Regions from separate parts of the Mus musculus genome. Here regions 1 and 3 are each linked to region 2. The links are chromatin contacts, called in public HiChIP or PLAC-seq and promoter capture Hi-C maps. All regions are on one chromosome and are shown on one strand. The core of a region is the stretch at or near the end of the contact, and the rest is flanking DNA. Distances in the headings are between cores, read along the strand shown. Region 1 holds the start of Ghrhr (growth hormone releasing hormone receptor). Region 2 holds the start of Mindy4 (MINDY lysine 48 deubiquitinase 4). Region 3 overlaps Nod1 (nucleotide-binding oligomerization domain containing 1).

Region 1 (2,700 bases), core at 77-2,576, 170 kb after region 2:
AGCATGATCAATCATGCACTTCTTTGGGTGTGGTAGCCTCTGTCCTTTTTTAGTTACGTCTTCTCTGTAGTCATTGATTACTTCTTGCCTGAGTCTCCTCAGCCTGCAAGAGAGGAGCCCTGTGTGCTGTGTGCCACCCACGCTGGGCCACATGTGCAGAAAATATTTTCAGCATTTTGTTGACAACGATTAAGGGTGGAAAAATAAAGCCCCGTTGATGTCAAATGATCCCCAGATGCAGATGTGGTGGTGGGAGGCTTTCCACATTCATGACACAGGTTCAGTAGAAACACATCTGGCACCCCAAGCACAGATCCCGACAGCCCTGTAACTGGATATGGCCGTTCAGTGATCAAGACCCCTTAGCTCCCACGTCATTCAGGGTTGTCAAAGGTGACATTCACTTTCAAGTTCCAAGTGCTGAGCAAGATATAGTCTTGTTTAGGACATTGCCAGTAGCCTGGCCAATTGAGAGCTTGTATTTTAAAGTAGAAATAATGAAAGTGCGTCTCTTCACTTTGATAATGGAACATAGATGCCCTGCCCCTCTTGAGTGTCCCAACTCCTGGGATCCCTCTGAGAGTCCTCCAACTAGCCTCAGATTCCCCTCTGGACAGGGGATTATCAGAAACTCTGCCTAGCCCCATGTGAAGCTGGGGGCTTTGATGCTGCAGTTGTCACCTTGTCAGGTAAACCATGCGGCACACTCTTGGGCGGCATAAACTGTGTTTAGTGACTGACTGACTGACTGACTGTTTTGTGATGCCAGGGATTTGAACCTGGAGCCACACACATGTTGACCCAGTGCGTTACCACTGAGCCACAACCCCAGTCCTTCAAGTCACTTTTCATAAGGCTCATTCAAATCTTCCAGGCTCCCCTGTCACTTGCCCCTCTTCTCGTTGGTCCTCTCAGCTCACCCTCCAGCCCTGTGAAAGAGACTTAAGCGCATCAACCAATCTGGGGCTCCTTAAAACATTGGGGCAGCCCTGGGCACCTTATTTTCTGAGGTCCTGTATTTCTGGTGCAGGTATAGGAGGCCTCTCTGAGTAAGGCTATTGGTGAACTGGGCTCTAAAAACAAAGGGAAAGCATCCTGACTAAGTGGAGGATTCCTGTGGCTGTCACCTCTCTATGCCCTGTCTGTGTTCTCTGGGTTCTGACTGTCAGGATAGGTATACTCAGACATCAAGGTGGTGTAGCAGAGCTCAGCCACCCCCTGCTGAGGACACGGAGTCCCATTTAGGGCTGGCGGTAACACAATGTCCCTCCATCCCGTTCAATATTCAGCTGGGTGTCCCTTCTGTTGGCCCCGCCCACACCAGTTGCTACTGGGAAGGTGAGGCAGCAGAGATGCAGCTAGGTGGCATCACCAGAGACAGCCTGGGAGGGAAGGCTGACTGCAGACACCATTGCCATGGATGGCCTGATGTGGGCTACCCGTATCCTCTGCTTGCTGAGCCTGTGCGGAGTTGTAAGTAGCCAACTCAGACCTTTGTTCTCTTGGGTGGTGGCAGTCTGTGGTGGGGGAACTCCTGAGTCTGGTGGCTCCCTCCTTCCTTCCCTGACTAATGTTAGGACCATGTGGGGCTTGAAGATGTCGTGAATGCCAGCTCTTCCAGCTGTGATATTTGAGAACTCTTCCTTTCATAGAGCCAGGCTTGGAGGAGCTTCAGAAACCAGCTACTGCTCCCTGGCCTGTGTATAGGGGCATGGGGAAGCCAAGAAAGGAGGCTTCCTTGAATGTGCTCCAACTTTCCAGCAGAATTTCTGGGTTGCTGTCAGTAGCATCCAGGGCCAAGAGGGGAGGAGTCACAAGTCACTAGGTGGGAGCATACGGGAACGGAGGCTACCTTCTTCTACTGCCTTGCCAGGGGTGACCACCCGTCCCAGTACCTCACTGTCCTTCAATCAAGAGGCTGGCATCTTCAGACCGTGAAGTGAACTCTGTGACACGAGCTTTCGTTTGCCTCTGTGTAAAAAAAGAGAGACTTGGGCTAGATGTGGTGGCTCAGCCTTTGTGGACACTAGACGATTATCATGAGTTTGATGTCAGTCTGAGCTATGCAGAGGATTATAGGTCAGCGGACCTAGGGCTACCATGCCGCGGGGAGGGGATGATAAGTGATCTCACCTGTCCAGGGCTGGCATGAGAGTGTCATGCAGCTGGCATGTGAGTGTCACACAGGTAAGTTCTATAAGTTCCCTATATGGTACAAAAGACTCATGTCCTCCTCTGTGTACACAGAATCTCAAAAGCTCCATTTCAGGGAGGGAACCCTACACCAGAGGAGTCATTCAATAGCTGGGGTAGATAGGGAAAATCCCGAGTGTGTGTGTGTGTGTGTGTGTGTGTGTGTGAGAGAGAGAGAGAGAGACAGAGAGAGACAGAGACAGAGAGAGAGACAGAGACAGAGAGAGAGACAGAGACAGAGACAGAGAGAGAGACAGAGAGAGACAGAGGGAGACAGAGAGAGACAGAGAGAGACAGAGAGAGACAGAGACAGAGAGAGACAGAGACAGAGAGACAGAAAGATACAGAGAGAGAAAGCGAGATGTATATGAATCTTGCAAGGAAGGGCATTTGGTTAAATCTTGAGAGCTGTTAGGAATTTGAGCTCTTTAAAGAAAAGGTCAAACTCCAAGCCTTAGGCAAACATCAGATCTCTGCCTAGCCTGGAGCACGTGGGCTCCACACAGC
Region 2 (2,700 bases), core at 48-2,547:
GTTTTTGACATGCAAGCTCTTGTCTTACTTATGTCTATGTAAGAAAGTCTGCCTTGCGCTTTAAATGATAACACATTTACTAGTGTGTCCTTACATCTGAAATAGCAGGTCCCCTGGCAAGGTTCCTGATTGCTATCTTCACTTTACCCACATGCAGCTAAGGTGAGTTTGCAGAGACCTCCTTGGAGGGTTAGACGGTGAGGATGCCTGGAAATTATAACTGTCCTAATACAATGACATCCTCAGGACACCAAAGCGGACCATGAAGTCTCCAGACACAGTGCATGTGCCGTTGGCTGTGAGACAATCTTACATACAACATACCTTTCTAATTTTATAAATGTTTTAAGGTTTCTCAGAATTGAATAATCATACAAACCTAAGATTTTGTGAGTATCACTGCCTGGAAACAATTTTAAGAAAAAAATAAGAAACATTAGTTTAGAGAAAATAATTTGTATGTAGGAGTGTGGGTGATATGTGCTGAGTTGAGAGCATAACGTTCCTAAGTTGAGGTCCTAATGCCTTGTAGCATCTAGAATGTGACTTATCTGGAGGTACAGTAACATTAAAGGAGGTTGTTATGGTGAACACTTAACTGTGTTCAGTGTTCTAAGAAGAGATGAATAATAGCACACAGATACATTTAGAGGGAGGCTCTGTAAAGACACAGAAAGAAGATGTCAACGGGAGGGAACTCGAGCCATAAAAGCCCTGGTGCCACCTGTTCACCAGCTTGCAGGCTACATACAGGATTGCAAGGTAGTAACTTTGTTGTTGAAGCCACAGTCTGCGGCGTTTTATTATAGCAGCCCCAGCAAACCAACGCAACAGGCAAAGTACAGTCCTGGAGAAAGTTGAGGTGCTACCCAAGGGACTGGCAAAGACCTGGGCTTCGGCAGTTTCCCATCCTTCCAGTTTCTAGATGCCAGAAATTGGAGTCTAAGCGCCCTTGCCATAACAGAGGCCAGAACACTGAAGTCTGTGTCTCAAGTGAACCCGGGAGGTAACTGCAATCCTGAGGGTGGACTGTCAGGGCCCTGCTTCCCTGCCAGTTCAGACTTTAAGAACCACAGGGTAGGGCGTGTTTCCCATTTTGTGTATGGAGAAATAGAACCTTTGATTAGGCCAGTGACATCCACCACAAAAAACCAGAGTCAGTCAACTCGGCGCCCAGAACTCATAGGCTAAGTCCCGCCTTCAGCTGCTGGCACAGCAACTGGCAGAGAGTAGCGGCTTGGAGGATGCTCCTCCCTCCCTTCTCTCCCGCCCTCCTAGAACGCTTGTTTCCCAGGAAGGGGAGGAGTTCTTCCTGGCGCGGATGCCACCGTCGCCACGGCAACGCCGCTTTACTGGGCCCAACGGATTAAGGGGCCTGGGGCTGCAGGCGGCCGCGTGGCCTCGTGGGCAGCGCTAGCAGCATGGACAGTCTGTACGTGGAGGAGGTGGCCGCCTCCCTGGTCAGGGAGTTTCTTAGCAGAAAGGTAATGTCTGGACACTCCGAAACCCACTAGTATCTTCTTAAGTTGGGGGGCAACCAGTGGTTTCCATTAGCATCTTTGCACCTTCGAGGGTGGGGGGAGCATTCCATGCCTTCTGTTCGCCTCAGAGATTTCCCCAAGAGCGCCCCTTTCTCGGGACAAGGAAACTACATTTCCCAGAAGCCAGCCCTCCCTAATGCAAGGGCACGTCCACAAAGCCAGGCCTGCGCTTGCTTGGCTGCCCTCCCCTGGTCCCCTCTGTCACAGCAGTGCCAGATTGGCAAGGGTGTCCAGGGCGGAGCAAGTTCTCCCAGCCAGGAGCACAGGACATGTCTGTAGAAAAGAACTTTCTAAAGGAAAGTTCTGGACAGGCAGTCCTTTTGATCATTTTAATCAATGATGGAAATTCTAGCTGCTGAATGAGCTTTTGTGGGGGGAATTATGTAAATTCTCTTACTGCCAGAAGAGTTTTCAAAGTGTTTACAAGTTAGGGAGGCTCTTGAGTCCCCCATGGGGGTCTAGGAGAGGAAGGCACTTCCTAGACTCCAGGAGTCCCACACTGGCTTGTAGTTTACACAAAGGGGCTGAGGACTATACACTAGGGATCTGTGCTTCCACATGATGTCATATTGAGCTGGCCCAAGGGGCACTAATTTGAGATTGAAACATGCATGCGTGTGTGCGTGCGTATGTGTGAGTGTGTGTGTGTGTGTGTGTGTGTGTGTGTGTGTGTGTGTGTGTGTGTTTGCATGGAACAAAGGAAAAGGATTTGAGGTCAGATGGTGGAAGTTTAGGTATGTGCTATTAGTTTGAAATGTAAGTTTGACGTTACTACCTCATCTTCTCTCTAACGGGAACTTTTACAGTCCACTCATGTCTGATGAGTGAGCACTAGTGATGCCCAGGCAGCGCCTAGGTTCTCTTTAAACTCTCTGTGTAGCCCAGACTGTCTTTACACTCTCGATTCTCCTGCCTCTGACTCCTGTATTCGGAAGTACGGGGGCATACCAGCATGCACAGTTGTAATTACTTTCGTCACTGCTTCTGCTCTGGGACAGAGACCTTGTGATCACCACAGGCCTTTGCCACCCTGTGTGTACCTCCTAGATGGTGATTGATCTTCTCAAATGTCCCTAACCATCCTGGAAGATAAGTATACTTACAGTATTCCTTTTCATATCAGAGTGTTATGGGACAAGGCAGCAAAGAAACTTGCCCG
Region 3 (2,700 bases), core at 178-2,677, 250 kb before region 2:
AGAGGTGCTTTTTTGTAATTTTCAGAGGGCAGTGAGCTCTCTTTGGCAGGAAGTTAAGGAAGTTATGGTGGACATAAAAAAGGAAACAAAGAAAAACATTGCCTAATAAACCAAAGCCAGAGATAGAGCAAACTGCCATGAGACACCTCAGAGAGAGTGACCAAGCATGAGCTGGTGCCACCAGAAACAGAGAGCCAAGCGTCTCCCAGGTCACAACCTGCCAAACGGTGGGCCCTGGGGTGCCAGTGGAAGGCAAGGGAGCTGAGGGTAGATAGTAGTAGGGACAGCAGAGGAGTAAGGGAAAGGGAGGGCTGGAGAAGGGGGGGGGGAGAGGAAAGGGTGGAGAAGAGGCAGGAGGAATGGCAGAGGTTGACTTTACAGAGCTAGGCCACTCTGTAGGGGGAGGTTTTCCCAGCTCTATATATGGAGCCTTGAGGATGGGAGTTGAAGGGAGATCCTGTCCAGACAGCCCAAGGAAACAACCAAAGAAACAAATTAAGGCCGTGGATGTGGCCTGAAAATGAGACCTCGGGCAGCAGAACGCAGGGTGGGACATGAAATAGAAAAATTAGGATAAAATATGCAGGTGGTAGATGCAATTTTGCAACTCTGTACTCTTGAAATAGAAACCTACTGCCCTTTGTCAGTACATAGCCTGATTGCAACTTAGTTCCCTGTCAGTTCCTTCTGCCCAGAAGCTACAGTTTTAATGAAGCAGTTTTCTAGTCTTGTATATAACACCTTGCTTGGTCCAATGTCTACAATGCTAGGACCATAACATCCCACCACTGGGTATCACTGTCAGTACAATGGCTTTCCCCATCACATTCCTAAATTCTTGCCAGAGGTACATGAGAGGTCCTGTTAAGGTGTGCTATAAAGAGTGTTCTCTTTTTCTAGACTTTGCACTCCAAGTTAAGAGTCAATGGTGCAAAGTAATTAGGCAATGTTACTGTCAGAATTCACACATGAGAGGTGTTACCCACAGTTAGGGGGAAGCTAGAAGAGGTTTTCTGCTGTGTGACCTCCACTGTTGGTAGGTTTGAAGTCAACTGAGAGCAGGTGTTATGGTGTCACTCTCACAAACTGAGGGAGCTTTCCAAGGACATTTTATAGGACCAGGTTTTATCTTAGTAACATCTAACTTTGAGGGCTTTGAGATCTATCAGAGGACATATGTGTGACATATTGAATGGCACTAGTTTTAGCTGATGGAGTGGAAAGATTGCTCTCAAGCACTCTGGACTTGTGGCCTCATCTGATGTCTTAACAAAGCTGTTGAGAGTCCACAGACAAAAATGAGCCAAGGGCTCAGGGTTTGCTTTTATTTTTCTCCCTTTCCTTGTGGTGAGCTGATACTGCTCAACACTAGGCATCAACAGCCTTGAGAAGTGTCTTTAGCAACTTCCCTTTCTAAGAAATCTGCCCTGTGAGGAGAATCAGAAGTTCTGACAGGGTTTTGGTTTTGTTTCATTCCAACAAGGCCCCTGCTGTTGACAGTGAGAAAGGAGTTGGCAGTTCCCAGAGGAATTGAATGACTGAGTCAGAGCAGTGTCTACAGACACATAACTCAGCACCAGGCACATGTGAGTGCAATAAAATACATCACTGCTGTCAGATTCAAGGCTGAGGAAAGTCAGACTCAATAAAACAGAATACACTGTATGGCTCTGTGTAGAAGCCGAGAGATGGTAGCTGGGAGACACGGGTTGCAAAACAACAGCCATGCAAACTCCTGGGGACATAGAAATATCTTGAGTGAGAGCTCTATGTATGTGTGTGTGTGTGTGTAGTGTATGTGTAGTGTGTGTGTGTAGTGTGTGTGTGTGTGTGTGTGTGTGTGTGTAGTGTGTAGTGTGTAGTGTGTAGTGTGTAGTGTGTGTGTGTATAGTGTGTATACATTTGTGAATTCCACATTCTCAGATTCAACCAACCATGGATCAAGAATATTCAGAAAAATATCGCACCTCACTAAACATGGAAGAATTTGTAGATTTTTCCTTGTCATTGTTTCTTGAATCGAATGCTATAACCACTTTTATAGCACTTACAATGCATTAGGTGTCATAAAAATCTAAAGATGATTTAAATTTTCAGGATGGTATGTGTAGGTATATGAAGATAATCACTCTGTCTTGTATCAGGGATTTGAGCACTGGTGGATTTTGTTTTCCTTGGAGTATCCTGACACTGATCCCTGCAGACACTGAGGGAAGAGCATATATATAAACACACACACACACACACACACACACACACACACACACACACATGCATATTTGCCAAGTGTCATCAACCTATATTTTTCAAATCTGAAATGTTCTATGAGCATTATGTTTGTTTTAGTTTCATGTTAAGAGAGAGCCTTACTGTGTACTGCATTGTGGCCTCGAGCTCTCAAGATCCTTCTGCCTGGGTCTCCCATACGTCAGGGATAAAAGCATGCACCACCATGCCTAGCTGAAAAGCACTGCTTTATATTATACAGCAGTAACTTACGGATTGCCATTTAAAAGTAGCAATCTACTTTTTTGGGTTGAATCAAGAAGAGAACACTCAAAGAAGTCATTCCCCATCAGCCCCAGTGGCCTTATGACTCTGCCCTTTCCTGACACGCCCTGCTGTTGGGAACCTTCATTCATTCTTTTGAAACTCTGTATTTTTCCAAATAAATCGCCCCAGCTTTCTCCAAGTTGCTGT

Evidence for each region. HiChIP or PLAC-seq counts read pairs in DNA pulled down with a chosen protein or histone mark. Capture Hi-C pulls out chosen DNA fragments and counts their contacts.
Region 1: a contact with region 2 is called in a promoter capture Hi-C map of adipose tissue. The contact joins the promoter of Ghrhr here to the promoter of Mindy4 in region 2. A contact is called at or near these places in 14 of 39 promoter capture datasets (the 3T3-L1 cell line, 3T3-L1-derived adipocytes, the C10 cell line and 10 more), 1 of 484 Hi-C or Micro-C datasets (bone marrow-derived macrophages), 2 of 115 datasets of contacts at active chromatin or transcription factors (embryonic stem cells and pancreatic cancer cells) and 2 of 9 other capture datasets (adipose tissue and liver).
Region 3: an HNF4G HiChIP or PLAC-seq map of pancreatic cancer cells shows a contact between it and region 2. The contact joins the enhancer-like site here to the promoter of Mindy4 in region 2. A contact is called at or near these places in 2 of 484 Hi-C or Micro-C datasets (the G1E-ER4 cell line and embryonic stem cells), 2 of 115 datasets of contacts at active chromatin or transcription factors (embryonic stem cells and pancreatic cancer cells) and 2 of 9 other capture datasets (adipose tissue and pancreatic islet).

The regions. Positions count from the first base shown.
Region 1 is chr6:55,374,969-55,377,668 of GRCm38.p6, forward strand. Ghrhr (growth hormone releasing hormone receptor) reads left to right here and starts at 1,327. Exons shown (of 13, transcript NM_001003685.3): 1 at 1,327-1,473. The coding sequence starts at 1,417.
Region 2 is chr6:55,202,086-55,204,785 of GRCm38.p6, forward strand. It overlaps Mindy4 (MINDY lysine 48 deubiquitinase 4), which reads left to right and starts at 1,298. Exons shown (of 18, transcript NM_001142781.1): 1 at 1,298-1,484. The coding sequence starts at 1,422.
Region 3 is chr6:54,955,129-54,957,828 of GRCm38.p6, forward strand. All of the region lies in intron 1 of Nod1 (nucleotide-binding oligomerization domain containing 1), which reads right to left. Among named protein-coding and RNA genes, the nearest start is that of Nod1, 16 kb to the right of the region's middle. Within about 2 kb of position 1,428, at least 136 of the 459 cell types and tissues checked have an H3K27ac peak or open chromatin away from gene starts, as enhancers often do. A contact at or near this core is called in adipose tissue and pancreatic cancer cells, where this site is marked.